Regions from separate parts of the Mus musculus genome. Here region 1 is linked to region 2. A link is a contact called in public HiChIP or PLAC-seq data. All regions are on one chromosome and are shown on one strand. Each heading gives the region's core, a stretch centred on a gene start, on an enhancer-like site or on the middle of the called end of the contact. The rest is flanking DNA. Distances are from core to core; before and after follow the strand shown. Region 1 overlaps Glo1 (glyoxalase 1). Region 2 overlaps Mdga1 (MAM domain containing glycosylphosphatidylinositol anchor 1).

What was found. HiChIP or PLAC-seq counts read pairs in DNA pulled down with a chosen protein or histone mark.
Region 1: a contact with region 2 is called in an H3K27ac HiChIP or PLAC-seq map of embryonic stem cells, with 4 times the contacts expected there. The contact joins two enhancer-like sites. A contact is called at or near these places in 3 of 115 datasets of contacts at active chromatin or transcription factors (all in embryonic stem cells) and 1 of 9 other capture datasets (embryonic stem cells).

Annotation. Positions count from the first base shown.
Region 1 is chr17:30,597,127-30,603,865 of GRCm38.p6, forward strand. Glo1 (glyoxalase 1) reads right to left here. Exons shown (of 6, transcript NM_025374.3): 3 at 2,913-3,053; 4 at 679-746. It also overlaps the pseudogene Gm8373. Among named protein-coding and RNA genes, the nearest start is that of Glo1, 12 kb to the right of the region's middle. Within about 2 kb of position 1,380, at least 19 of the 459 cell types and tissues checked have an H3K27ac peak or open chromatin away from gene starts, as enhancers often do. A contact at or near this core is called in embryonic stem cells, where this site is marked.
Region 2 is chr17:29,838,029-29,844,321 of GRCm38.p6, forward strand. Mdga1 (MAM domain containing glycosylphosphatidylinositol anchor 1) reads right to left here. Exons shown (of 17, transcript NM_001368423.1): 8 at 4,817-5,113; 9 at 4,091-4,378; 10 at 2,769-2,920; 11 at 1,777-1,954; 12 at 1,521-1,544; 13 at 409-561; 14 at 1-98. Among named protein-coding and RNA genes, the nearest start is that of Mdga1, 47 kb to the right of the region's middle. Within about 2 kb of position 4,058, at least 123 of the 459 cell types and tissues checked have an H3K27ac peak or open chromatin away from gene starts, as enhancers often do. A contact at or near this core is called in embryonic stem cells, where this site is marked.

The DNA.
Region 1 (6,739 bases), core at 130-2,629, 760 kb after region 2:
CACAGTGTGGGTGCTGGGAACCAAGCACGGGTCTGCTACAAGAACAGCAAGCGTTCTTAACCACTGCACCGTCTCTCTGTCCCTTGACAAGACACTACCAAAAAATGACTGACCACAGTTCCCATTGTTTTTAACCAAATGCTCTCTGAGAGGGAGATGGAGGTACAGTCTAGTGGCAGAAAGCCTGCCCGGCATGTTAAAGGCCTTGGGCTCTAACCCTGTCCCTACAATAAGGTTTACTGGAAGTATAATACTGTGGTTTTACTGTATAATATTATAAGAAAGTAAACACGATGTTTAGACTAATACCAACATAGCTGCTAAATAAGATTGGCAAGATATAAAAATATCCACGTCCCTAATAAGCTATACTTGAAAATTAGATCATTCAGCCGGGTGGTGGTGGCGGTGGTGCACGCCTCTAATCCCAGCACTTGGGAGGCAGAGGCAGGCGAGTTTCTGAGTTTGAGGCCAGACTGGTCTACAGAGTAAGTTCCAGGACTACACAGAGAAACCCTGTCTCGAAGGGGGAAAAAAAAAAAGAAAGAAAATTAGGTCATTCATATCTAAAGTTTTATGTATCCATAAATATGTACACCATGCAAAATCACACACACACACACACGCACGCACACGCACATGCACACACAATCATCAAATACAATGAGGCAGACGTACCAAATCCACGAGGGTCCGAGTTGCCGTTGTGGTAACTCTGAGTCTCGTCATCTTCAGTGCCCCAGTTGCTACAGAGGAAAGGAGAACACTGTGACAGCTGGTCAACATGTCAGCTTGGGGGATTTAGAGTGAAGGCTGGTCAACATGTCAGCTTGGAGGACTTAGGGTGACGGCTGGCAGACATGGTTAGCTTGGGGGAATTAAGAATGACGACTGGTCGACATGGTCAGCTTGGGGGACTTAGGGTGATGGCTGGCAGACATAGTCAGCTTGGGGGACTTAGAGTGACGGCTGGCAGACATGGTCAGCTTGAGGGACTTAGAGACAACCTAGTACACACACCTCAGCTTTTTAAATGTATTTTAAATAACCTTTTGTGCTCACTAGTCTAAATCAATTTTAATTAATTTATTAATTTTACTAATGATTAATATGTTATTAACCACAATGATCCATCTGTACTGGTTAATAATAATGATGAATTATAATAATTTGATTAATTAATTTAAATTTTCGAGTGAATTTCCAGAGAGGAAGTCCCACTGTCAAAGTGGGTAATGCCTTCCAACTGTCCTGCATTGTAGCCTCCCCCAGCCTGAAGCAGACTGATGCAAACCTTGCTGCCTCTGAGAGTGAGACTACCTGGGGTGGAGCCTTCCGACCTAGATGGCTCTATTGTTCTGTCACCTGCCTCTGCTCTCCTCCAAGACACTGCTACCTGCTGAGAGGCCCCAGAGATATTCCGGAGGCACGTCCTATCCTACATATCTCCTACAGGCTGGCTCCAGACATCAAGAATGGACTGGGGGCGGGAGGATGGGTCTTCCCCCTTATAAGCACACTCTCTTAGTAAACCTTGATCAGAGAAATTTTTGTCTTGGCTTCCTTCATTATCTTTTCTTACAGTCTAAGTCTCTTTCAGCCCCGGCCTGCCTTCCAGAAATACCCGGTTCATGTAGGCCGCGGGCTGGCTTACAACACTGCATCTATTGCTGCTAAGAGACTCCAGCTTGCTGGCCTTCTGCGGTGGACTTAATAGCAGTGCTTCTCCAGGGAACTGCAGGCCGTGGACCCTGGCTTGGGACTGCCTACGCAGCCACCTCTGTGGATGGAGCTGGGCTCTCTGCTTCTTCCTGAGTTCAGGCAGCCACTGCTGGGACTACCGAGCCCCTTCCATGGAAGCCGATCTAATAGATCTCCTTCTATTCTATATGGACATTTGAATGGTTCTGTTCTTTTAGAGAAAGATCCTTGCCTTAAGACAGTAACTCACAGTTCTGACCTGCGAACAGCCTATGAGGAGTATCCCCAGAGCTGTATTCTGTATGTCCGCTACTTTACTTCAAATGTGTTTTCACCTGTACAAAGGGCAAGCTGGCAAAGACGACTGTAGCTAGGTTAAAAAGATACTCAAACTCAGGCACCTGGATAAGAAGAGCACCAATAAAAATCACAGCAGCTGACACATTCTAGATATGTCATCAAGTATTTCCATTTTAGATTTGAGAGGTCCACTTAGGGATACATACTAACACAGGCATACTGCAACAAAGGCTCTTTTGTTAGTCCCTAAAAAAATACAAGAACAAAACACCCCAAAACCTGCCAATGTAGTGAAATCAAAAGAAATTCGGGCAATCCTTAATTCTGTACATTTGAATGCTGAGGGTATAAAAATAACTTAAAATTGGAATGTTAGTTATTATAAAATGATGTGCTAGCTCTTTAAAAGGAACATATTCTATAACATTTTTGTATCCGAAAGATACCAAGATAACAAGAGGACACAAATGTGAATATCAGAAGGTTTTTAGAAGAATCTTTAAATTATAAAATTAATAAGCTATAATCTGGCAAATATTTTGCCACATGGAGTCTTATTCTCTAAAAGAAAAATGTTCTCTTTGTCTTATGGATACCATAAGAGTAACACAAAGACTCAAATGTCCACACTTAAAAATATTGAAAATTACCAGGCAGTGGTAGCACAGGCCTTTAACCCCAGCACTCGGGAGGCAGAGGCAGGCAGATCTCTTTGAGTTTGAGGCCAGCCTGGTCTACAGAGTGAGTTCCATCCAGGACAGCCAGGGCTACACAGAGAAACCCTGTCTCCCAAAACCTAAATAAACAAATTAATTGATTATAACTGATTTAGACAGGTGAGCACAAAAACATTTATTTAAAATACCTTTACAAAGCTAGGCTCCATAAAGAGACAAAAAGCGTGTACGCACTGCGTGAGCTCAAGGGTGGCTTTTCTGGAAAACGTCCATGCTGTCTTCTCGGACTTGTCCTTGGGGATATCGTTCTTATCCTCATAAGCTAAGAAGTAGAGCGAGAACTTCATAGCAGGGAAGTCAAGCTTCTGCAGGAGGCTGGAATCAGAAGAAAAGCCAGGGTCATTGACAACAACACAGGCTGACCCAGGCTGAGCTCGGAGTAACATGTAAGCTCCACTAGGAACGAGGGCTACAGGTGATAGCCTGGGCAAAAACCAGGGGAAAAGATCTCCTTTATGGCTGGCTCCATCTCTAAGTGCTTACCATGCAAACGTGAAGGCCTGAGTCTGAGCCCTAGCACCCATGACCTAGCCACACATGATGGCGTGCGCTCACAAGAGCAGCCTTGGGGAGGGGCTGAGACAGACACAGCCCTGGGGTTTGCTGGCCATCAAACTTAGAAGGAAACCAGTGAGGGACCCTGTCTCAAAAACCGAAGTGCTTAGTTCCCAAGCGTGCACACACTTGACTAAAATAAAATAAAAGGTTCTAAGTAGAGAGCCAAGGAAGCCTTGACAGCCAAGTGCATGAAGTCTTGAGGGAACGTATACTGCTGACATGGCCGTGTCTGTCATGGAAGGACCAACGCTCAGAGCCACGGGAAGAGCGAGCCCCTGACACACCCCACAGTGATAAGCTAACAGTGTCTACACATAGGAGTGTTTACAAACTATAGGCGCATATGTGCAAGAGCTAGCAACTGCAGCTTCCTCCCCACCTGGAACTGCTAGCCTCCAAACACCTCCTCCGGAGGCTAGTCCACCCTGAACCGACATAACAAACACACCAAAGCTCCAGGTTGCTGCTGTGGCTGCTAGCACTCCATCGCTGCTCACAGACCAGCTGACCGACCCCAGCTTTCCTGTGCCCAGGTATCTGGTTCTCTAGAGTCTGCTCTTAACTCACTCCCTCACTGCACCTGGTCAGGGTTCCAGTACCAAGCTGTGCAGGACAGGGGTCTGTGTCACTCATTGTTTTTAAATGTTTTGTGACACGTAATCCTACTGTGTAGCCAAGGAGAGCCTAAACTCCCTAGATAGCACTTGGAACTCCCAACTTGTCCCAGGCCTTGGCTTCCAAGTGCTGGGACTCCAGGGGTGACCCTGCACAATCAGCTCTCATTATTCAAGTTTAGTGAAATTTAGCTGAATCTCAGTGCTTGTTTATAAACAGGGAAGGTATTGTAAGGCTTTGTCTCGGTGAATACTGCAGCGCCTCTCCCTGTCATTCTTTCAACTAAACCCATGGAAAGCAAACAGGGTAGGTGACAGGAGAGAAGGCCAGGTGGGTCTCACAAAAAACGTGAATGTCAACAACAGGCAGTTAAAGCCGAGAACACCACAGAAAGGTGAAACAGGATTAAGACCTCGCGGAAAAGGTCACGGGACACGGAAAGGTCCTCTGGGGGCGGCTTCAACATGGCCGAGCAGGTGAAGCAGGGGAGGGAGGAGGGAGGAGGGGAGCAAGCAAAACCACCTTCAGCGGCACGGTCTGTGCATATCTGATGCAGAGAAAGTGACTCTGCACAAGCAAGGGGTCAGAGGACAAGAGAGAATCTCCTGGACAAGAGAAGCCAGGCGGGAAGTGAAGAAAAATCCCGAGGTTTTCCAAACAATTAGTGAGGTTAGCTTATCAGTCAGCTTAGAGATTGTAAGATCACACGCAAGTAGAACAATATATATAACATCTTTTTTTAGGACATTGAGGATTAATTATGCTCAAAGATGACTCTGTTCATACTCAAGACCAAGCACGTAGAGTTGTGTGTGCAGGCAAGGGAGTATGCATGCAGAGGTAAGAGGCTGGCAACAGGGTACCCTTAGTGGCTACCCAGTCTTTCACTCACCTCTGACCTCAGAGACAGTGTCAGTGTGTAACCCTAGCTGGCCTGGAATTGACTGACCAGTAGGCCAAGCTGGGCTCAACTCACAGAGGTCCTTCCGCCTCTGCCTACTGAGTACAAGCAAAAGTCTTTGTCCCTCCAGCAACAGGGATGCAGGGGCAAGCACTTTATCAACTGAGCCATCCCCCTGCACCTAAGGCAGAGTTTCCAGAGTCCAGTCCAACCTCTTATTTACTTACTCCTGTTATCAATATGTCTGGACTACTTGATTTATGCATCAATTAGCCACAAATAAATTTACTCCATAAAAGACCTAATACCTTAAACAGAACCATCGGGGGAAACTCTCTTCCTTACTAACATGACTGTACCACCAGCCTTAACGAGCAATCAGATGGGAACGGAAGGAAAGGGAGCAGCTCGCTTCCGCTTCCGGTAGAGTAGCGAACCCAGGTTAGGGTCAAGCTGCACTCTAGCGGGGATCTCTGCAAACACAAGGTCAACGGACGGTTCAGTCAAGCGCAGACGGACTCAGCTCTGCCAAGGGCCGACTGTGGGGTGACTGTGGGATCCGGAGACCAGAAACTTAGTTTCTTTATTTGTTTATTTTTGAGACAAGGTCTCTCTGGGTAGCCCTGGCTGTCCTGGAACTTTGTAGACCAGGCTGGCCTCAAACTCAGAAATCCTCCTGCCTCTGCCTCCTGAGTGCTGGGATTAAAGCGTGTGCCACCACTGTCCGGCCACTCTGCTGTACACGCATGGAAAGCCACCTTTTCGGGGAGGAGAGCAAGAACTAAGCCGTCTGGGGAGAAGGAAGCCATTCTGCATCCTCCGCTTTGTGTTTTTCAGAACTGGCCACATTTTCTGAGCGTACATAACACTTGGGCTGCTCTCTTAAAGTTCGTGGAAGTAAATGAAAGGTGGAGAATTAAAGGTCACTTCATTACTTTTATGTGCGCGTATTACCAAAAGCCTCACGCTATCTGAGGAAACGAACCAAGAAAAGCTAACTTATCAAGTGTGCCTTAGTTAAAGCTGGTGGAAGGAAAACGCAGCACATCACATGCTCAGAGGGTCACGTGCTCAGAGGGTCGCAAACCCCACCGCTACTCCTTAGCAAGAGACAATGCAGCCTGTGAAGACAGAACCAGGGGCTGATTTTTTTTTTAAATTTTTTTCTTTTTTCTTTTTCTTTTTCGAGACGGTATCTCTGTGTAGCCCTGGCTGTCCTGGAACTCAGAAATCCGCCTGTCTCTGCCTCCCAAGTGCTCTTTGTTGCCAGACCTCCTCCATCATGGGTCGCATGGACCCTCCTGGGAAGGGCCTATCCCAGTTGGCGCTGCCCTACCACCTTAGCGTCGGCTGAAGTTGACATCTGAGGACATAAAGGAACAGATTTACAAATTGGCCAAGAAAGGCCCGACTCCCTCCCAAATTAAGGGTGATCCTGAGGGACTCACATGGTGTGGCACAGGTCTGTTTTGTGACTGGAAATAAAATCTTGAGAATCCTTAAGTCCAAAGGCCTTGCCCCTGACCTCCCTGGGGATCTCTCCCATTTGATTAAGAAAGCGGTTGCTGTCTGCAAGCACCTTGAGAGGAACAGAAAGGATAAGGATGCTAAAGTCCACCTGATTCTGACAGAGAGCAGAATTCTCCGATTGGCTCGATACTGTAAGACTAAGCGGGTGCTCCCACCCAGTTGGAAATATGAGTGAGTCGTCCACAGCCTCTGCTCTAGTGGCATAAATGCTGTTGTGTGCACAAGCAATAAAATCACTTTGAATGGGGGAAAAAAAAAAAAAAGAAAGCCAGGCAGTGGTGGCGCATGCTTTTAATCTCAGGGGCCGATTTTAATTAAATAGATCCATGCACTCTCTAAATGCCATGTCCAGACAGCCATGATTTCAGAAGCAGAGCAGTAAAGGGTCTGGCCTAAC
Region 2 (6,293 bases), core at 2,808-5,307:
ACAGTAGAACTTGGCACTGGCGTTGTACAGGGGACTCACCAGCCTTGCACGGTCCCCCAGCTCCCTGGGTCTGGATGTCTCAATGAACATGTAATAGCCTGCAGAGGAGGTGGGGGTGGGGTGTGTGTTACACTAGGAGCCATCCTCCTCTGCCCCAGCCTCTGCACAGCTCATTTCCTCCCTTCAGACCTAGCTTAGCTGGTGAAGCCCAACCTCCCTGAGGCAAATCAAAGAGCCTTGCAGGGCTTAATTCAGAGTTCAGCTGCTCTATAATTTGTCCAATCAGGCCAAAGCTCTGTCTCCTGGGGATTGCCTGTGTCTCTCCCACCTCTCTCAGACTAGGGGTCTACAGACCAAAACTCCTCCCAGAGGCCACCGGCTATTCTTAACAATAGGCCACCCCCTCACCTTCAGGGGTGCCACTGATGTCAGTAGGGGGCCCAGTATTAGGAGAGCGCTTGGGGTTCTGGGTAAGAGCATTCTGCCGCGTCCAGTCAAAGTTGTCTGTCAGATCCTGGGTGTAGCCGCAGATTTTCTCATCCTCAAAGTGACAGGTGTTGTCTGCGTGGAGGACACAGGGGGTGGGGTGGGTGACACAATGAGGTTCAGCTTCAGCCTTTCTGGTCTATCCTTACCCTCCCTCCCCCTTAACATCCCTAAGCCAACTTTAAATACTCTAAACAAACAGGTCCTGGGCTTCAGGGCCAGGAAGACCAGGCGGTGGCGTCCAGGACAAATTTATTCCAGAACAGGACTCTGCCTATTTAAGACTTCCTTCCAGAGTAATGGTTCTAGGCATATACAATAAAATGCACAGGAGCTTCAAAGGAAATCAATTAAATTGAAATACAGTTGTCAAAATAGTCTTGTAATCTGTTATATAATAACAGGGGCTCCTTTATTATGTAATTAAATCGCAACATCTAGCATGAGGTCTAATAACCACCGTGGTTCTGAAATGCTAATGAATAAAAGTGACATTTGCAGATGTCTGCAACAGCTATAAGGCGACGGGGAAATGCGGGCTATGTGCGGATGACAGGGTAACAGGTACTGATGATTATTCTAGCGTGGTTTGTTGTCTGCGTTCATCATTAGAGAACATGTTAAATCTCTGTCAGAAATAATGGCGTGCCTCTTCAGATTCAGACACCCCTTGCCTTCTATCCAGAGGACCCTTGCAGGCGCCCGCCTGCCCAGCATCACAGATTACAACCCTACTCCCTTTCTCCCCCAAGCTGCTTTCTGTTTAGGGAATTCCATTGCAGAAACAGAGGACCTTAGGACAGCCTGGACTTTTCCATTACTTTGACGGACAGTGCCCCCACCAACGTGTAGTCTTTAAGCCCTGGAATAAACTATGGTTGCAAGTGTCTCTAGGCCATCCTCTGTTGCTGGCATTTTCTATGGAAACACAGGAAGAAATAATGTTTCTCTCTGGGTATCTCTTCAGGTTCCTAAGTCCCACTTTAGGCTCTGTGTCCCTAAAGAGGAAGGGAAGTTAAGGACTGGGGTCTCACCTGACAGGCTGGGCAAGTTGATAGCTGAAAAGCAAGCAAGGGAACCAAGTCAGAACAAAGAGTGCCCAGGCTGGGGAGCAGAGGGTGGGGGTGTGGGAGGAGGAGGGGGAGGGGATCTTTGGGGCCAGGACTGGGGACCAGTGGGCCTGGCCCACAGGGACAGGTAAGTGTGAACAGTGGGGTGCTCCCAGTTCGAAGGCTGTGTAGAAAGGGTTTATGGGATGGGCCCACTCCCCCTGCCACCGCCATCACCTACGCTCTGTGTAGTGGATGATGCGGGAAGCCATGTCACCAGCCCCAAAGGTGGTGTAGGGTGTGAGGCGGATCTCATAGCTGTGGGGTACTCGGAGGTCAGTCAAGATATACTCCAGCAGCTGTCCCTTCTCCACACGACGAACGGGGATGGCCTTGACCATGGCATTGTGCTGGTTCAACTGTGGATACAGGGGTGTTCCCAGATGCCCAAAAGGCCACAGCCTCCACTGGAGGGGGAGCCCAGGCCCTGGAATGCTTCAGGAGAGTGGAAGGAGCAAAGGTCTGGGACAGCAGGCCTTTGGTTTCCCCATCTTTGAGACACAATACTTTGCTGTCCCAGGCCCTGTCCCAGGCCTGTCTCTATGCTAACAATAATATATAATAGCATACTATAGGAACAGGCATGGGACAATTAGTGTGTCCTGGGCACTATAAAGTGCTTAGGCAGCATCAATTCATCTAATATTCAAAAACAACCCTCATCTTGAAATAATAACATTGTCCCACTTCACTGATAAGCAAATGAGGGTCAAAAGAGCTGTTAACTTTCTCAGTTGCTTTAGCAGCTGGCTCTGCCCCCACCTAAGCCCTGTTCTCAAGGGCCACAGTCTCCCCCTTCCTGACCCCCACTACTGCCTCTTGGCCAGATCAGGACCTCATCGATGAGGCAGGCATGAGGGTGGCTCACAGACTGAGGTTTTGTATCACAGAGTCCCCCACCTCAGCCCTGGACACCAGAGTCGATGTCCATTCTGTGAATCAAACTGGCCTTGCCCTGAGCCCAGCTGTCTTATGTCTGCTTCTCAGCTGTGTCCAGTAAGGAGGATACAGGTGTTCAGAGGCTCGTAGCTCTGGCCACTATATCTGGACTCAGAAAAATTGTCAAGACAGAAGGGGCCGGCCGGTGTCTGGGAACTCCTCCCTGTCCCTATTCCACCCCCATTGCCCCCGCACATTCCATGCTCCATTGTGCACGTGTCATGCCAGGCACACCTGTCGGATGCTGAGTCTGTAGTTGAGCACGGGGTCCACAGCATCGGGCTCTCTCTGTGTCCACTGTAGCACATAGGAGTAATTCTTGGACAGCTTGTGGCTGCGGGTGGGGTTGGGGGTGTCGAAGTAAAACTCCGGGCTGTAGGCTTTGGCTGAGAGGGCAGGGAGGGGGGCATGGGGCCATGGAAGGTGGGGATGGGGTAGGGTGGGGTGGGAGAGACACAGAGAGAGGAGCCGTGGGAAAGAGGAACAGAGGTGGAGGCAACAAAGAGAAAGGGGTGTCGTGAGGAGAGTTGGTGTTGGAAGGAGAGGGGATGATGAAGGTGGGTGGGGGTGGGGGAGGGGGCGGAGATGGAGGGGGCAGATTGTAAGTCCCAAAAGGGGGGATGTTGGTGAGGATAGAAAGAGGAAAGGCCAAGGAAGAAAACAGAAAGATTGGTAAAGACGAGGGCCGGGCATATAGAGAGGGAAGAAAGAAATGATAGGTGGAGGTCAAAAGGTTGGGAGATAGGAAAAATGGGGGAACAGGGAGGGAGGACGGGGGAGGTGGGAAATGTCACAGGGGCCTCTGGCTGGCAAAGCTGAGTGGGTGGGGAGAGGCCTGGAAGGGGGCCAGTGACCTGCAGCCTTCTCTCCTGCTATTGAGGAGGTGGAGGAATGCAAGAATTGAAGGATTCACCCCGTGCTTTTTGGGGGCTGCTGTGAAAGCCGGGGGTTTCAGGCATCAGGGAGTCAGGTCCCTGAGGGTGCACTGCTACCTCTAGGGTGGCAACTGGGGAAAGGTTGGGGGTGGAGGGATGAGTGAGGAGGAGATTATGTTCTGCCTAGTCCAGCCTCAATCAGCTGTTCAGGGGCATCTTCTTCCCTCCAAGCTACAAGCTGGGTACCCAATGGTTTTACCCATTCGCACCCTCTGAGGCCAAGGACCATGGAGGAAAGACTTTGAGTTCTGGCTGAGATGGGACTGGGCCCAGATTTTGATTATGGGCGGGGCTGAAGGGACAGAAGCACAGAGCCGGCCAAACCTACCCTGGTGCATTTGAAAGGGGGCGTGGCCGTAAGAGGCCAAAGAAAGGAACTGAACAGTCAATGGTAGGGAGAAACCAGGAACTGGGGTAGAAGGGCGTGGTCTTAAGGGGGCGGGCCTTCAAGAGGAGGAAAAAAGTCTTAGAAAAGACAAATGCCTAAAGACTGCAGGAGCTAGAAGGAAAGAGCAGCCCAGGCAGGGGGAGGGGTACGGGGAGAGGTTGGGGTGGATGACGGAGCCTGGTCCCAGGAGGGTATGGGCGAGCAGGCGGGGGTGGAGCTGACCGGACGCTCACCGGAGACCTGGAAGAGGCAGGTGGCTGAGCCCACGTCGTTGGAGACGCTGCACTCGTAGTTGCCGCTGCTGTCACGGGTCAGGGCGTCCAGGCGCAGCTCGGCGTGATCGGGGGTCTCCACAGCAGCGGCGGGGAGAACAGGCGGTGGGGGCAGCAGCTGTCCTTTGAAGCGCCACACGGCCGAGGCGATGCGCTGAGGACTGCCACGCAGAAGCGAGCAGCGCAGGAGCACAGGCCGGCCCAGCGCCTGGCGCACGTCCTGGGAACTGGGCTCCACCTCTGGAGGAACTGGGGACCGGGACTACCGTCAGTAGGACCATGGAGGAAGCAGCTCATTTGTCCCCCTGTCCCGTGACCTTGGCCTGGGAGGAGCTCAGGGTCGGTGCCTACTTGAAACTCACTCATACAACACCCCCACACTCAGACTGCGGGCCATTCACTCCAGCCATCCTTCCTAGACTGGGCCAATAGGCCTCTGGGCCTCTGGGCCTCTGGTCGTGCATCAGTGGGTCCCCTTGACCAACACATAATGAAAGACCGCAAAGCCTGTGAGCTTGGAGCATTGACTAGAAAACTGGTTCAAATCCCAGCCTTGCTGTGCAAACTGAAGCAAATTACTTCCCTGTGCTTTGGTGGAAAGGATGTCAAGGAGTTTTTAGGTGGTGTGCACACAGTAGGAGGAGGGGTGGGGTTGGCATAGGTTGAATGTCTGGGGAGGGGACTCACAGTGCACTGTCAGCTGCACCTGAGCCTCCCGGGGTCGTACGTTGAAGCCATTGTAGCGAGCTGTCTGGCAGCGGTAGGTGCCGCTCATGTCGCGGCTCACACTCTCCAGCCGCAGCTTCCCATCCGGAGTCTCCTCCAGGGCCAGCCCCGAGGGCAGAAGGGCGGCCTCCTTGTCCACCCGAGACCATAGCACTGGAGGCCGGGGCTTGCCACGAACTTCGCACTGGAGCTCAGCAGGAGAGCCCTCCCTCACTGTCACCACTGCTCGGCCCTTGGGCACACTGATGGTGGGTGGTACTGGAGGAGGGTGGAGAGGGGTGGACCGAGTTAGGGTCCGTGGTCTCTGACCTGTTGCCCATCCAGGCTGGCCTTGAACTTGCTATGTAGCAGAGGCTAGCTTTGAATTTGTTCTGTTTCAGACTCTCAAGTGCTTTTAATTTCTCCTTCCCAGCCCCTCAGCTTTTCTTACAGAAGTATTTTTATATTTATTTATGTGTATATGCATGTGTATCCACATATGCATGCATGGCCCAAGGAGGCCAAAAGAGGGCACCGGATCCCGGAACTTTCGTTAGAGGGCATAGTGAGCCACCCTGGATTTCTAACCTGGATGCTGGGAGCCTTGAGCCATCTCTCCAGCATCCCTTTAGCTTTTCTTGCCTACAGAATCAGCAAGAAATGTTTGTCTATCTCCTAACATCTTGTAGCCCTTCTTCCAAAGTAATAAGGATACTTGGTTTCAGTAAGACCCACACCACTCAGAATAGAAACTACATTTCCCAGCATGCATCTGAATAAACGCTGACCAATGTAATATTAAGAAAATTCAGGTCTTCCTGCAGGTCAGGATGCAGATCACTGGCCTCTGGTGGAGCCACCATTGCAGAGGTGACAACAAACTGGTGGCACCTAGAATCCTGAGGAATTTGTGGAGGCCAGCCGCCATCCTAAGCCAGTCTGCTCCACAGCCAACTTCTACACGACAAAACAACACACATTTAGTTTGTGTGCAGGCTCAGGATGGAGCTCCGGGCCTTATACATGCTAAGCCAGAGGCTCTGCTGGTGAGCCACACCCCAGTGGCTAAATCACTATTAATTAGAGTTCCATTATTCACAGCTGAACCCACTCTGCCCCAACACACTGCCAAAAGGAGGGGTTTTTAGAAGACCTCCTTGGGTCTCTGCCCACATCAAACATTTTATCATTAAATGTCAAGTATTGAGCATTAACTATAATTAAATACAAAATGACTATTTGTAAATAACTATACAACCCAGGCGAAGGTCCGGAATAACTATACAACCCAGGCGAAGGTCCGGTTATCTCGTTTATGATTTGTATCCTGCCAACATTTGTGCAGCTCTTGGCTTGCATTTCACGCCTTGCTCTTCCTATTTTGGAGCCAGTTGGTTCTTCCCCCACCCCCTCCAGGTCTAAATTGTCTCTAGAGGCTTTTACAAGGCTTCCATGCTCC